Linked DNA regions of Mus musculus: all the other regions are linked to region 1. A link is a contact called in public Hi-C and HiChIP or PLAC-seq data. All regions are on one chromosome and are shown on one strand. Each heading gives the region's core, a stretch centred on a gene start, on an enhancer-like site or on the middle of the called end of the contact. The rest is flanking DNA. Distances are from core to core; before and after follow the strand shown.

What was found. Hi-C and Micro-C count contacts between places; a contact is called where the count stands out from the background. HiChIP or PLAC-seq counts read pairs in DNA pulled down with a chosen protein or histone mark.
Region 2: a Hi-C map of bone marrow-derived macrophages shows a contact between it and region 1, with 12 read pairs. The contact joins two enhancer-like sites. A contact is called at or near these places in 1 of 15 datasets of contacts at CTCF or cohesin (large pre-B cells), 3 of 484 Hi-C or Micro-C datasets (the C10 cell line, bone marrow-derived macrophages and liver), 4 of 115 datasets of contacts at active chromatin or transcription factors (Th17 cells, large pre-B cells, memory CD8 T cells and 1 more) and 1 of 9 other capture datasets (liver).
Region 3: a Hi-C map of bone marrow-derived macrophages shows a contact between it and region 1, with 17 read pairs. The contact joins two enhancer-like sites. A contact is called at or near these places in 1 of 39 promoter capture datasets (macrophages), 1 of 15 datasets of contacts at CTCF or cohesin (large pre-B cells), 2 of 484 Hi-C or Micro-C datasets (CD8 T cells and bone marrow-derived macrophages), 2 of 115 datasets of contacts at active chromatin or transcription factors (embryonic fibroblasts and large pre-B cells) and 1 of 9 other capture datasets (embryonic stem cells).
Region 4: a contact with region 1 is called in an H3K4me3 HiChIP or PLAC-seq map of bone marrow-derived macrophages, with 5 times the contacts expected there. The contact joins the promoter of Rgs1 here to the enhancer-like site in region 1. A contact is called at or near these places in 7 of 39 promoter capture datasets (the 3T3-L1 cell line, the C10 cell line, the HPC-7 cell line and 3 more), 4 of 15 datasets of contacts at CTCF or cohesin (CD8 T cells, the NIH/3T3 cell line, large pre-B cells and 1 more), 57 of 484 Hi-C or Micro-C datasets (the 63-12 cell line, the AML12 cell line, B cells and 38 more), 10 of 115 datasets of contacts at active chromatin or transcription factors (the 230-238 cell line, CD8 T cells, the HPC-7 cell line and 6 more) and 3 of 9 other capture datasets (adipose tissue, liver and macrophages).
Region 5: a contact with region 1 is called in a Hi-C map of bone marrow-derived macrophages, with 15 read pairs. The contact joins two enhancer-like sites. A contact is called at or near these places in 1 of 15 datasets of contacts at CTCF or cohesin (the NIH/3T3 cell line), 2 of 484 Hi-C or Micro-C datasets (the CH12 cell line and bone marrow-derived macrophages), 1 of 115 datasets of contacts at active chromatin or transcription factors (embryonic stem cells) and 1 of 9 other capture datasets (adipose tissue).

The regions. Positions count from the first base shown.
Region 1 is chr1:143,802,488-143,805,040 of GRCm38.p6, reverse strand. The region is part of intron 10 of Uchl5 (ubiquitin carboxyl-terminal esterase L5); the gene reads right to left. Among named protein-coding and RNA genes, the nearest start is that of Uchl5, 26 kb to the right of the region's middle. Within about 2 kb of position 1,275, at least 8 of the 459 cell types and tissues checked have an H3K27ac peak or open chromatin away from gene starts, as enhancers often do. A contact at or near this core is called in B cells, the Ba/F3 cell line, Th1 cells and 3 more, where this site is marked.
Region 2 is chr1:144,305,979-144,308,531 of GRCm38.p6, reverse strand. No RefSeq gene overlaps it. Among named protein-coding and RNA genes, the nearest start is that of Rgs1, 58 kb to the right of the region's middle. Within about 2 kb of position 1,286, at least 136 of the 459 cell types and tissues checked have an H3K27ac peak or open chromatin away from gene starts, as enhancers often do. A contact at or near this core is called in bone marrow-derived macrophages and microglia, where this site is marked.
Region 3 is chr1:144,266,748-144,269,300 of GRCm38.p6, reverse strand. No RefSeq gene overlaps it. Among named protein-coding and RNA genes, the nearest start is that of Rgs1, 19 kb to the right of the region's middle. Within about 2 kb of position 1,285, at least 30 of the 459 cell types and tissues checked have an H3K27ac peak or open chromatin away from gene starts, as enhancers often do. A contact at or near this core is called in bone marrow-derived macrophages, where this site is marked.
Region 4 is chr1:144,247,819-144,250,371 of GRCm38.p6, reverse strand. It overlaps Rgs1 (regulator of G-protein signaling 1), which reads left to right and starts at 1,268. Exons shown (of 5, transcript NM_015811.2): 1 at 1,268-1,471; 2 at 1,813-1,893; 3 at 2,405-2,466. The coding sequence starts at 1,335.
Region 5 is chr1:144,138,781-144,141,333 of GRCm38.p6, reverse strand. Rgs13 (regulator of G-protein signaling 13) reads left to right here. Exons shown (of 6, transcript NM_153171.4): 5 at 458-624; 6 at 1,651-2,553. The coding sequence ends at 1,833. Among named protein-coding and RNA genes, the nearest start is that of Rgs13, 37 kb to the left of the region's middle. Within about 2 kb of position 1,288, at least 17 of the 459 cell types and tissues checked have an H3K27ac peak or open chromatin away from gene starts, as enhancers often do. A contact at or near this core is called in bone marrow-derived macrophages, where this site is marked.

The DNA.
Region 1 (2,553 bases), core at 26-2,525:
TGTGATCGTCCTACTTCTTTAAGAGACAGAAGTTGGTTTAAGGATCAGCTACTTACTATCAATTGAGTCTAAATTCAATTCATCTGTATCCCTTTATCAACTACATTCATGGTTTTACATAATAAGGACCAGAAGTTTAAAGAGGTGAAATAGACAATGATTTAGAAGTATGCATACATGTGTATATGTATATATACACACATATGCTGAAACTGAATTTCTTACAGTATTGTGAGTGTAGAGGACTCACAAATAGAATCTTAATCTAGCTAATTTTATGTTTCAGAGGACAGATTTGGTTTATGGTACAATAAGATTTACAACTATTTTTAGATTGCCTCCTGAGCAATGTATACAACTCTCATATAACAAAACCATTAAATTTTACTCTATATCACTAGAGTCACAAGACCAAGGGAAAATTAGTTGTCTTTTGCTTTTTATTCAATATAGTGAAAATTTTTTGCCCCAACTACTTTCACCATTGACTATATAGACAGCTGTCTCAGTCAAAGTCCAACTTCAGATAGACGTGGCATCTACCACCACTAAGAGGCACATCCTTTCTGTGTGGTTCCTCCTACCCCTTTCACACTGTAATAGCCAGTTTCCTTAAAGGAGGGCTGGGGGAACAACCAACCAACTAAATTCCATATATTCCAAGTCCAAATCCAAGTCTAGATTCTATACATAATTGTTCTTGAAAGTATCATGATTAAGAAATTCCTTGACAGCTTTTTATTGTGTTTAATTTTAAAATATAATCTATTTTACCTGCTTTTCAATTTGCTTCGTTTATTAGCACAGAGTTCCAAAGTGGTATAACTTCTTTAGTTTTTTTTTTCTTTTTTTCACAAAAGGATTACAAAAATACATTTGCTAAGAAAATTATTTAGAACTTACTGTTTGTCTGAAATTTTTCACGACTTTGTGCTGAACTAATCTCAAGATACTATGCAGCAGGCTATAATTGTTTCATTCCTTGCCAACCCATGCCACAAGTTGTTTGAGATTTACATCATAACAAAATGTCTAGAATATAATTTGCAGCTAGACAAATGAGATGAACAATTTAAAACATTTCAATCAAATGTTAAATCCAAATACCCTCAAAACCTAGAAGTTAGCACTGTACAGGTAGAAACAATAAATATACACCGTTTGTATAATATTACAGGATAAAACCTGCTACAAACTAGGTAGTCTAGACAGTCAATAACTACCTTCCTTAAAAAACTGCCAACAGAAAGCTCTCAACAGAGCCGGTTACACTAACATTACATATTCATATACTGCCACCTTGTGTCCAAAACAGTCTTTACAAAGGTTTACTCTAAGCTCACAAAACCACCATCATCATTTGGGGAATACAGTCATGGACAATTTAAAAAAAAAAAAAAAAAAAAAAAAAAAAAATCACACCAAACTTTTTCCTAGTCTACACAAAAATACCGCATTTTAAAACAAACTTTAAAGAACCGTTTGCATTGAATAAAGTGATAATCTGTCCATAAGTTTCAATGAGAAACTGTATTCCGAATGCCTCTGAATTCTGAATCCACGTGCCTCAGCTTCCAAGGACTAAGATCATGGGTGTGCACACCACACCCATCACTACTTAGTAGTTTTACAACAGAAAGAGTTCATAGTGCTTCCAAGAAAACCATCCAGATGTCCTATAACAGTTTGAGGATCACAGGCTTCAAGTTGTTAATACAAGATTGAAACTCAGTTTCCCATCTCAGAGCACCCCGAGGAGCATGAACAGAGGAGTTACCAGTCTTCTACAGTAAGTTTAAAGTTAATGCTAAAAAGTGAGTCCTATGTCTCAGGTAATAAGGCAAACACAAATATATTATGAATTCAAATCTCAGTATTATTTTATATTTATAGTATGAAATATCTGGGACAAAATGTATGTTTGCTTTGTACACTTTAAAATCAATAAGAAAAATATACCTACCATGTATTCTTGTCTTTAAATTAATGGTCCAAATTTTTATTTGCCTAGTAGTGTCTTCTCAAAGTGTTTCTCAAAATGTGGTACACAGATCAGTTGCATTAGAATCACTTGGGAAACTTATTAAAGATTCTTTCCCCTACATGAGAATATCTGGGGAGGGGGCCAGGTAACATGTAATTTAAAGAGCATCCAGAGATGGTCATTTTCAGAAATGCTGATTTACAATATAAACGTATAAACAATTTAACTGTAACTCATTTATTCCTTGAATATTTTATTAAGTGCTTAACACTGAAGAATAAATCTTAGAAATCAGAATTTTCCACTTATTTGTTAGTTATCCCTCAGTGGGAAGGATTCTAGATTAGGAATAAGAAACCTGTGTGCTAGCCAAACTATTCTTTTATCCCCATCAATGTCCATTCTAGTTCTAAATCCTGGTATCAAGGCAAAATTTTACAAAATTAGCTAAGGAAAAAAACTTATTATTTCAGTTATTAACAATAAAAATTTATTTTTGTTTAAAGAAAAAAACTGTTTTAATACAGAACAACCTGTGTTGTAAACATTAAGAATTATGGGCTGATACA
Region 2 (2,553 bases), core at 37-2,536, 500 kb before region 1:
CTGTTATCTGTGTGTCATAGATGACATGGTTGACTAACCTACTTCCTTCTTCAGAAATCCAGCAACTGAGAAACAAGTTTGAGGCATTTTCTGTCCACTCAGTAAAACCTGTGCCTCACTGAGGTCGCTGACACATCGGAAGACCACAGAGCTGCTCTCTCAGACCTGCTGGATTTCTATCTGTTTGCTGATAACTCTCCCCCTTTGACCGCATTTCTAACACTAATACCTCTAGCACAATCATCAGACATTTAAAACACTTTATATTAACTTTAATTTGTGCTTTATTGGAGGAAGGGGAAGACAGTGTTTCTAAACTTCTCACTGGACCATAAATAAAACGAAGTTTGGTTTTTTTTCATACCTGTCTATTACACTCCCATTTCTTACTTGATATTGAAGAAAATGAACTTTATACAGAGTTCATAGACACAAAGCCTTTGCACATGAAGTGCAGTGACAGCCTCTGCAACAGAACCTGCTTCATGATTAGGTTACTGAGTCATCCCTTTCAACAATATCAGATATAAGGTGGTACCAAGACTGCGGTAGAAATGGATGGCTTCCTGGCCTTGCTAGGTTTATTCCAGATTGTAGTTGAACTTGGATCCTATTTTCCTGGCATTCATGCATTATACAAACTGAAGAAAGAAAAGGGGGTGGTTTCACATCTGAAAATAATTCTTACACAACCTTCCTCTCATCATATTTTTACATCCCGTCTACCTGTTAGACTTCATTCTTGAGACTTACTAGACTCTTAAAGCTATTTTTCAGATGAGAATATTCAGCTGGTAGCAACAAAACAACACTTAAACTTACTTTTAGAACATTGATTGATTGATTGATTGATTGCAAGGAATTGAAGAGAAAATAGAAGCAAGGAGTAGGGGGAGGGGGACTCCTTAACTCCTGAACAGTGTGTAAGAGAAACTAGACAACAGGAACTGGTCTAGTGTAGGTTTCCACTGCTCCTGAAACCTACCTACATATTGAGACTGCCCCCTCTTTCTGTGAAGTAAAGTTTCTATACTTGTAAATTTTTTATTGGGGGGGGGGGGGACAGGATCAGAAAAAAAAAAAGGAAAGAAAAATAAATAAAATGTTTATCTGTTAAAAGTTGAACTTTACAGTAGAGGCAAAGACTTGTGAGGTGTTTTACCCCCCCTCTTTTGTCAAAAGAAATGAAGGGAAAAAAGCTTATTCAGTAGCAACTGTCTACAGAAGAGAAGCAAAAGGCATTGAAAACAAGAAAAACCACAAAGCAATTAGTTCCTGTTCGCGCGCTGCAGCTTGTGACTGACGTGGGCCTCTGCGCTGGGTGCATTTTGAATTTTCAGATTAGCAGTGTTCATTTAGGGAGGAAGCAGGCTTCGGCAGAGTCTGAAGAAGAAAGCAGCATTCACAGAACTGTTATTCATAAAGAATTGCAATTCTTTAAATGAACCCCACCTGGTAGACTGAGAGGAAGAGAGCAATGTGTTCTATGGTAGGGAACTTCTGATTGAAAACTTAGAACTAAGGTTTATAAACAGTTACTGGAATCTGAGAAAGAGTCAAACACACAACCTTGAGAAACTAAGAATTGGGGATTTCAGGACACACTATAGAGTCAGAATTCAGAAACTTGTGTGACTGACATGGTCCACAGTTATGTTATTTACCTCCTACTTTACCTTTGCAGGGAGACATTAAATTAGTTCTATGTGTAATGCTAATGTTATGATTTAGATTCATGGAGCTACCAAGTCCTCCTGCCTTTCATTGGCCTGCTGTGCTTTTCCTTGTTGGGTGTACATGCATCACCTTAGATGAAAAGCTATTTGGAAGTCTCAGATTTATATCCTCACTCTGAGTCTAACAGTGCAATAAAGACTAATTTGTTTATTTTAATGCACTCATTCTGGTCTCTTAAATCAGCAGCTTACATTTCAAAGGTATGAAGATGTTTTCTAGTTGCCCTAATTCCACTGCATTGCCGTATGCTGCTGCATTGCTCATAATATTTAGACAGTTCCATAGCAACCCATAAAACACAGCCTGTAGAGTCCTGCATTCCTCTGACTGTGCCTCAAGGACTGGAAGGATTCCTAAGGAGAGAAACCCCAGTACACTCTCTGAAACACTCCCTCTATGGCAGTAGCTGCCAGGGCAGGAGCAGAGCCAGGTCTGAGATTTCATATTCAGAGATCACTACGATGTCTATAAAGATTGTTTTGATATTTCTGGTTTTCTGCTCTTCTTTACAAGGCTGAATCAACAAATGAGCTGATAACCAAAGAACTCAACAACCCACTTCAGAGATACTTGCTCAGTCATGTTCATTTCCACTCACAATAGATCGGAAATGAAAACAACTAAATGCATATCCTTCAACTGACAAGTGAATAATGAAATATGGTATATATACACAATTGGATCCTATCCATCTGTAAAGAAAACTGAATCATGAAATTCACAGGTAAATGGATGCAACTAGAAAGTACTATACTGAGTGATCCCAGGCCCAGAAAGACAAATGTCACATGTCCTTTCTTCTTTGTGGACCCTAGC
Region 3 (2,553 bases), core at 36-2,535, 460 kb before region 1:
AGAGCAACAAAAGACTAGGTCATACAGAAAGATAACAGCACGGTTTACAGAGGCTCACTCTGTTTCAGTATTATTTCAATATCGATGATAAGCACTTTCTTGGATGAAACTTAGAGGAACCAAGAACAACTTGAAAGGATTAGAGAGCATAACACTGAAACATGTCAGAGATGTGAGATTAGTCCTAAAGACACAATGAAAACCTTAGATCTGAAAGTTAAACTGTCAACTTGACAGGGTAGATATTTGTCCTGGCCGGCAGAACAGTTGAACAGGGTCTGGGGAACCACTTGTGGAGAGAATGAGAGGCGAGAAACATAAGGACAGACAGCAAGTCTGATTGATCAAGCTATCAACTTTTTATTATTCCCAGGCAGGTTTTATGTCCACAGAAGCAGGGTATGGGGAGGGGGATGACGCAGAATCGCTTTGTTTCTGGGAGATCGCACCTGTTCCCAAGAGCAGGATATTGGCTAGGTAAAAAGTTCAGCAGGAGGAACAGAAGAGAATGGGTTGCTAGGTACATGTCCACAAGATCTATAGCTATTTGTTCTTAACTGGGGGTAATACTTTCCCATAGAGGCCTCAACTTTTTCTCACAGAAATCTCAACTAAGCTAATACTTTTCCACTAAGGCCAAGACTTTGTAAGTAAGAACTTATGGCTGACAAGGCAGTTATCATTCAAACAGGGTTGCTCCCAACAGATATTTATGTGGGAGACAGTCCTCTGAATATCTCTGTGAGGTATTGTGATGAAAAGACCTACACTAACAGTGGGTACCACCATTCTGTGGCTCTTGGACTAAATCCAGAGGAGAAAGCCAGTGGAGGAACGGCACTCACTTCACTTTGCTTCCAGGCTGTGCATCCTGCCTCATGCTCCTGCTGCCATGCCTTCATTGCCTTGATGGTCTGATCTTTAAGCAATAAGCCAAAAGAAGCTCGTGAATTGCTTTTTTTTCTGGCATTTTGTTACAGCAGCAAGAAAAAGTCACATAGAGAGAAGTGTCACTGAAAAACGGAACTGTTGCTGTGACACACCAAATTCTGCCACACATGTGCATTTAGACCTGGTCTGTGGGATGACTAGGAAAGCAATGGCAACTTTGAGCTAATGCAGACCTAGACTGGCCTAAGGAAGTGGCTCAGTGTGTAAAAGAATTTGTTTTACAAGCATGAGAATCTGTGTTTAAATCTTCAGAACCCAGCTGGAGGGTGGAGTGGCACATGCTTTTCAATGAAAACAAAAATTACAAGGAAGCCTCTAAATGCTGTGTAAGCAGAGTTAAATGACTCAGTCTGGTGGGATTTAGGAAGTCCAGAATGTTGAGACAGATATGAGCAGAGAGGCCTGGTGTAATTAATTATGGAAGGAAACAAAGACTCTGTTGGTTATTGGGCTGTTAGCCATGAAGTTCTATTTGGACAAAGAATCTCACTGCATTCTGCCTCTGTCCCAAAATCTTAATTGAGGTTGAATTCAAAAGTAATGAACTAATTAACTTGACAGAATGAATTGCAAGACAGGCTATAATTCAGATTCTAACATGGTTATTTCTCAGTATGCTTACTCAGGGTTATAGTAAGAGGGGACAGAAAGAGAAAAATGTGACATTTGGCAAGAAAAGAATTGTGGAATGTTTAAAGCTGTCCACAAAAATGTTGTGGAAAGAAAACAGCTGCAATTGTTAACAATTGTTACATCATTTAAAACATGGAGTGACCTGTGGCTCCAGCCATATATGTAGCAGAGGATGGCCTTCTCAGGCATCAATGGGAAGAGAGGCCCTTGGCCCTATGAAAAAATAAAAATAAATTTAAAAAAATCAAAAAAGCACAGTCCTTTGGATGTATGCATGGTGCCTTCTGCTACCCAGGAAAGTTAGTCCTCAGAGAGAGGGCATTCAAATCAGTTCTAACTTATGCTGAGTTTTGGAGCCCAGTCCCAATGGATACCTCCACAAAAGACTCCAACACCTAGAGCTCAGGGGACATTGTGGAAGAAGGGGCAGACAGATTGTAAGAGCCAGATGATCAGGGACTTTACTGTCAGATTCTTTTTCCTATCAGAAGTGAGGCCCATTAAGACTCACCAACATGACTGCTCAAATATGAGTTAATCAAGGACACCAATGAACATGTCAGACTGCAAGGAGAATAGCCCACAAGGTCTCAACCTTACACACTAACTGTAGGCAACTGAATAAATCTGGGAGCTGGAGAGGTGACCCTTCCCAAGGAAAAGAATACCAATTGGTTGCCCAGTACCAAATCATTGGCCCTGAAAACATGCATACAAGTAACATTATATGAATTCATCAGGTTATAATTAGAAATATGTATCCATATAAAAGTATACATATGCATGCAATAACAATTAGTGAAAAAAGAGGCTATCAATTTGAAAGAGTTGGGAGGAGTATCTGGGAGAATTCAGAAGTGTTGTAGATAGCCCTGGAGCTCATTATGTTTGATGTTAATTCTGTTCTCCAGTGAGGGGTTGAGAACAAGGAATGATTCAGCACTCAGGTGATTTCCTATAAACCTGCTT
Region 4 (2,553 bases), core at 19-2,518, 450 kb before region 1:
TGAGAGGCAAAATTCAATCTGCCCAAAGTAAAGTTGGCCATCCTATAAAGTGCCATAGTATGCATCTTGTATAAACTCTGTAAGATGTTATATTGCATTAATATCTCTGCTCTGATACATGATTTTTATCAATGAGTAATGATTTTTGTAATGTAATCATCTCAATTAAAGCTAGATTTTTCCTCTCTGGAGATATTTCAAAAAATTCAATTATTATATCCTAACTAGTACAAATGATTGACTTATTCAAACAAATTCTGAGTTTACTTTGAATTTTCCCTCAGATACTTTATTTTTAAAGATTGGTATCTTTATCATTATGTAAGGTCTGTATGTTAGGTACACTTTTATTCATAGGTTTTCTTTAATTTTACCATGCCATCTTAATTATTGAACACAATTACAGTGACACATCACTTATAGTCTAATTATAGAAGTAGCATTAAAAAACAGAATGCTCCTTAAGGTCATCTTATGTGTCACTGGTAGAATATTTTGTACACACCTTGGAAAATTCTAACAAGAATGTTCCTTGTGATGGAAATGATGGGCAAGATTCCAGACACCACAGTGGTGTAGACAGCCTCCCATAGGTCTCCATCTTACCAGATAGATACAGAGTAGTCAGTATAAAAAAAACATTAATCTTATACTGCTTCATATGGGTGGCAGTGGTGAAGAACTCTTAAAATATTGTGAAGAAGCCAGAAGAAACTAAAGGGGGGGGGCTGTAATCAGAGTATACTATATGACAAGGAAATCTACTTTTAATTTTTAAGAAAGGAGAAAAAACATTGTGATCAGATGATTTTATACTCCAGAACTACCCCAAGCATCAAGGTGAAGGGAGGGATAGGACTCTACTGTTGAATTTCTGCGTGATACAGAAAATATAGCAAATGTAACATTGACCAGAACATATAGTTTTCAAGGGAAAAAAAAAAGAAAGTTTTAACTCAAACTAAAGGCTGATACTTCCTTTCCTCCAGAGATGTGTATGGCCCCCTTCTATATATCTGTGTGTGTCTGTGTGTGTGTGTGTGTGTGTGTGTGTGTGTGTGTGTGTGTTTGTGCATGTGTGTGCATAATTTTGTTCCTGCCTTCCTAATCAAATGACCTGCTCTCATTCAGTTGAGTTTCAACCACAAGACATCCCTGTACACTTTTTTTTCTTCAAGATACACGTCACGACACACCAAGAAAGGAGGAACTTCCGTGCCTGTGGTAACATCACTTGATAAACAGACTCCCTGAACAGCAAGTGCCCTGTCTGCCTTACGCTATATAAAGCAGCAGTCGTAGACTAACAGACACTCACTCGTTTTGAGAAGACCATGAGAGCGGCAGCCATCTCCATGCCAAGGTTGAACAAAATGCCAGGAATGTTCTTTTCTGCTAGCCCAAAGGATTCGAAAGAACACAGCCATTCTCTTCTAGACGACAAAAAGCAGAAAAAAAGGCCAAAGACTTTGTAAGTTCCTTCAGTGTGTCTCTTTGATTATCTTTTATGGCCAAAGGAGTAGGAATAAGTGGACGTGAGTGCTGGCATTTGGTTTATGGAGAGCGGAGCAATTACCTCCTGTGACTTATAAGTGAGAGTCAGTTTTATTGGAAAATAAATCATGTTACCAGAAAGTCTGGGGAAATCTTTCTAGACGTTGTTCATAAAAATGAGTTCTATTTTAACATACTAAAATATTGTGTTAGCTAGTCTTATTATTACCTTCCTCCTCAGATATGTTTGCTTCATGTTCTTTTCATAGATAAGGGGAACTCTTGTAGAGAATTATGAATTTTTGGTGTCTTTTGTAGTGGAATGGACGTGAAAACATACCTGAGATCGATGATCCCACATCTGGAATCTGGGATGAAATCGGCCAAGTCCAAAGACATGTATGTACTGAATATATTGAAATATTCTAAGTGTCTAAGCATCCTAGAAGCTAACTGTTGTCTTCAAATGATACTGATACTTCATGTGTCTAGGCATGCCAGCTTACTCTTGTAATTCCAGTACTTGGAGGTTGAGACAGGGGGATGGGCAGGGGACTTGAGTGAAGCCTTGGACTTTAAAAAGGCATATAAAAATACTGCATGCAATGGAGTTAATTTCTTTTAGGTAACAAGCCAAACAAGATTAGCCCATATTAGAGCCAATGAACATTAATTATTAATATGTCCACATCAGTTTTCTATTTGTGTTTTTCTAATTTATCCACTTAGATTTTAACTGTCTTGACAGATTTTTTTCATAACTATGGTGATTAAAAGGAACTTTATTCATAAAAGTAATAATAGAAGTCATAACAAAAAATTTTAGTTATCAATATGTAGTAGCCATTATTAAATCAAGTGGGATTTCCAAAACTAGTTTATTAATTTAGATTATTTTTGTTAACTGTAGACTTTCTGCTGAAGAAGTAATGCAGTGGTCTCAGTCTCTGGAAAAACTCCTTGCCAACCAGAGTAAGTATTCCTATCTATCCATTGTTTTGGGGTCAGCTTGATAATTTAATAAGTTGGATGGATGATTAATGTATGTTATCAAAGGAA
Region 5 (2,553 bases), core at 39-2,538, 340 kb before region 1:
TAAAAAGTCTGATGCTCGATTTGACATTACATTCAGATACTACACAACCTCTCCTGTGTGCATCTGTCTGTCAATTCATCTGACGCTTTGCACACCCGCGACTAGAGACCCGTTCCACGCAGACAAAGGGGCCCAGAGGGTCTGTGGCACCTCTCTTTCCACTGATGGCTGACTAGGCCATCTTTCTTATGACATCTTGTGGCCTTTCTGTCACAGGTACATCTAAACTGACAAATAATTTCCACTGAGTGACTCAGAACAAAGGGGTAACTTCACCAACTCATGGCATCCTTGAACATGCTTCAGATGTACAGAGACCTGAGAGTGTGGACCTTAGAGAGTATCCAGTTGTTCTGTATCTTTAGAGCTCTTCTTTGGGCTTCTGTATTAAACTGTATGAATTGTTGTTTAAATTCTGTTAACCCATAAAAACAATCACATTTTTTTCTACTTTTAGATGGCCCAATAGTGTACACAGCATATTTAAAATTGGAGCACAGTGATGAGAACATTAAATTCTGGATGGCATGTGAAACCTACAAGAAAATTGCTTCACGAAGGGGCAGAATTTCTAGGGCAAAAAAGCTTTACAATATCTACATCCAGCCACAGTCTCCTAGAGAGGTAACAATGGGACATGGCAGTTGGGGCATCACTTGGAAGACACTATTAACTTGAAGACCATTACATGCTAATCATAGTCCATTCCCAATATCTCCTAAAATTATATAAATTAAGAATTACCATTGTTATTTTTCAGTCACAAAACCTATGAAATCCCCCTGTGTGGTAGAGTCATCAAGTAGTAACCATAGAATTCAAAGGTGAGCTGTTTAGTCCACAATCCTCTACCCAATAGCCTATCTTACTGGCCTGAACAGTTAAAAAGAGCAAAGGGGTTGTGGAAAGAATTCTCGGGCATCATAAACTTGAAATGCCATGAATGAGCACCCCAGTGAGGTTGGTCCTCTGAGTCATTTCACGTTAGCATAATCCAGCCACCACAGCTGACATCCAAGTTGCCGTTACTACTCTCACACTGCCTAACCCCAAGGCTCCTGACAGAGAGACTTCCCAAACTTACAATTCATGTTAAATGCAAGGGTGGAGGATAGCACAGGAGATATCTATTTCTCAGCATAACCCTATATTATTCAACGATTCCCAAAAACCCTTCTGGAAATTTTTAGTTTTCTGAGATAACCACTTCTCCCCTCTATGTCTTCACTTCTCCTCATTTGCTTCCTATTTCAGGACTTGGTTGGCTAACACAGCATTTGTGACTACTAAGTAGAGTAAATTTTAAAACAGCCACCAACTTCCTTTTTTTCTTTAAAGAAGATCCCTCCAGTCCATAGACTTCCATGTTTGCAGACTACCACTAGCAAACCACTGGCATGTCCCAAGGAAGCAGAGGTTTCTAGAGTTCCCTGGTCACAGACTTCATGCTTTCATTCTTTCCCTGGGTGCTAATTATAGATTTTTACTTTTAAAAAGAGTGAGGACTTCATTTCTTAAAAGTCTTTTTAAATACCTCTGGAAAATTGAGCCTAAACTATCCTGTTACTCTGAGAAAGAGGGTAGTAGATGAAAGCATTCCATTGCGGGCATAGGCATTTGTTGTGCTTAACCTACAATTTTATTTTTCAGATTAACATCGACAGTACAACACGGGAAGCTATCATCAAAAGCATTCGTGAACCCACTCAAACATGCTTTGAAGAAGCTCAGAAGATTGTATACATGCACATGGAAATGGATTCTTACCCCAGATTTTTAAAGTCTGAAATGTACCAACAACTCCTGAAAACTGTTCAATCCCAAAGCTCTTGATTACTACACAGAAGTTTAAATGGAAGATGGCATGTTGCAAGTGCTAATGGAATTTAGAAAAAGACACAAGATGAGAATGAAGGGAGAAAGGAAACAGAAACCAAGTCCTGAGTTGATCTCTAGTTCCCAAGGGAAAGTCATTCCAAACCTAAAAAGCTCCCAGATGCTGTGACACAATTTATAGCATCCTTACAGAGAGGAATTAACAGAGAAGAAAAAAATCAGCTTCCTCTTATCATATAAGCACTATAACATTTTTGCTATAGTAGGCAACTAATGATATTTTTCATTAAAAAAATTGGCAGTCATAGCACAAATAACGGGTTTTGAAACCATTGCTCCATGAATTTTGTCTTTATATATTCTATAGATATGCTCAGAATATCTTGAATTAGTATATAAACATATAAGTCATATTATAATTTGTTGAATTTTAACATAATCAGTATATATTAATCATAGTGTATTAATATGATATTAAGAAGAAATTTAGCTATAAAATTTTCCCAGCAGCATGTCCATGATTGACCTTAGAAGGTCACTTAACCTATATCACATACGTCTTCTACATGTTAAATCTTTGGGATAATTGTAAGCTTTTAAGATATGTGGATTTTTTTTACATTTACAATGTCATTGGACTATAAAATTGGTCTTTTATTGAGATTAATTTCTTCATAATATGGACTCACCATAGTGTTGGAAATCAATCAGTAGAAA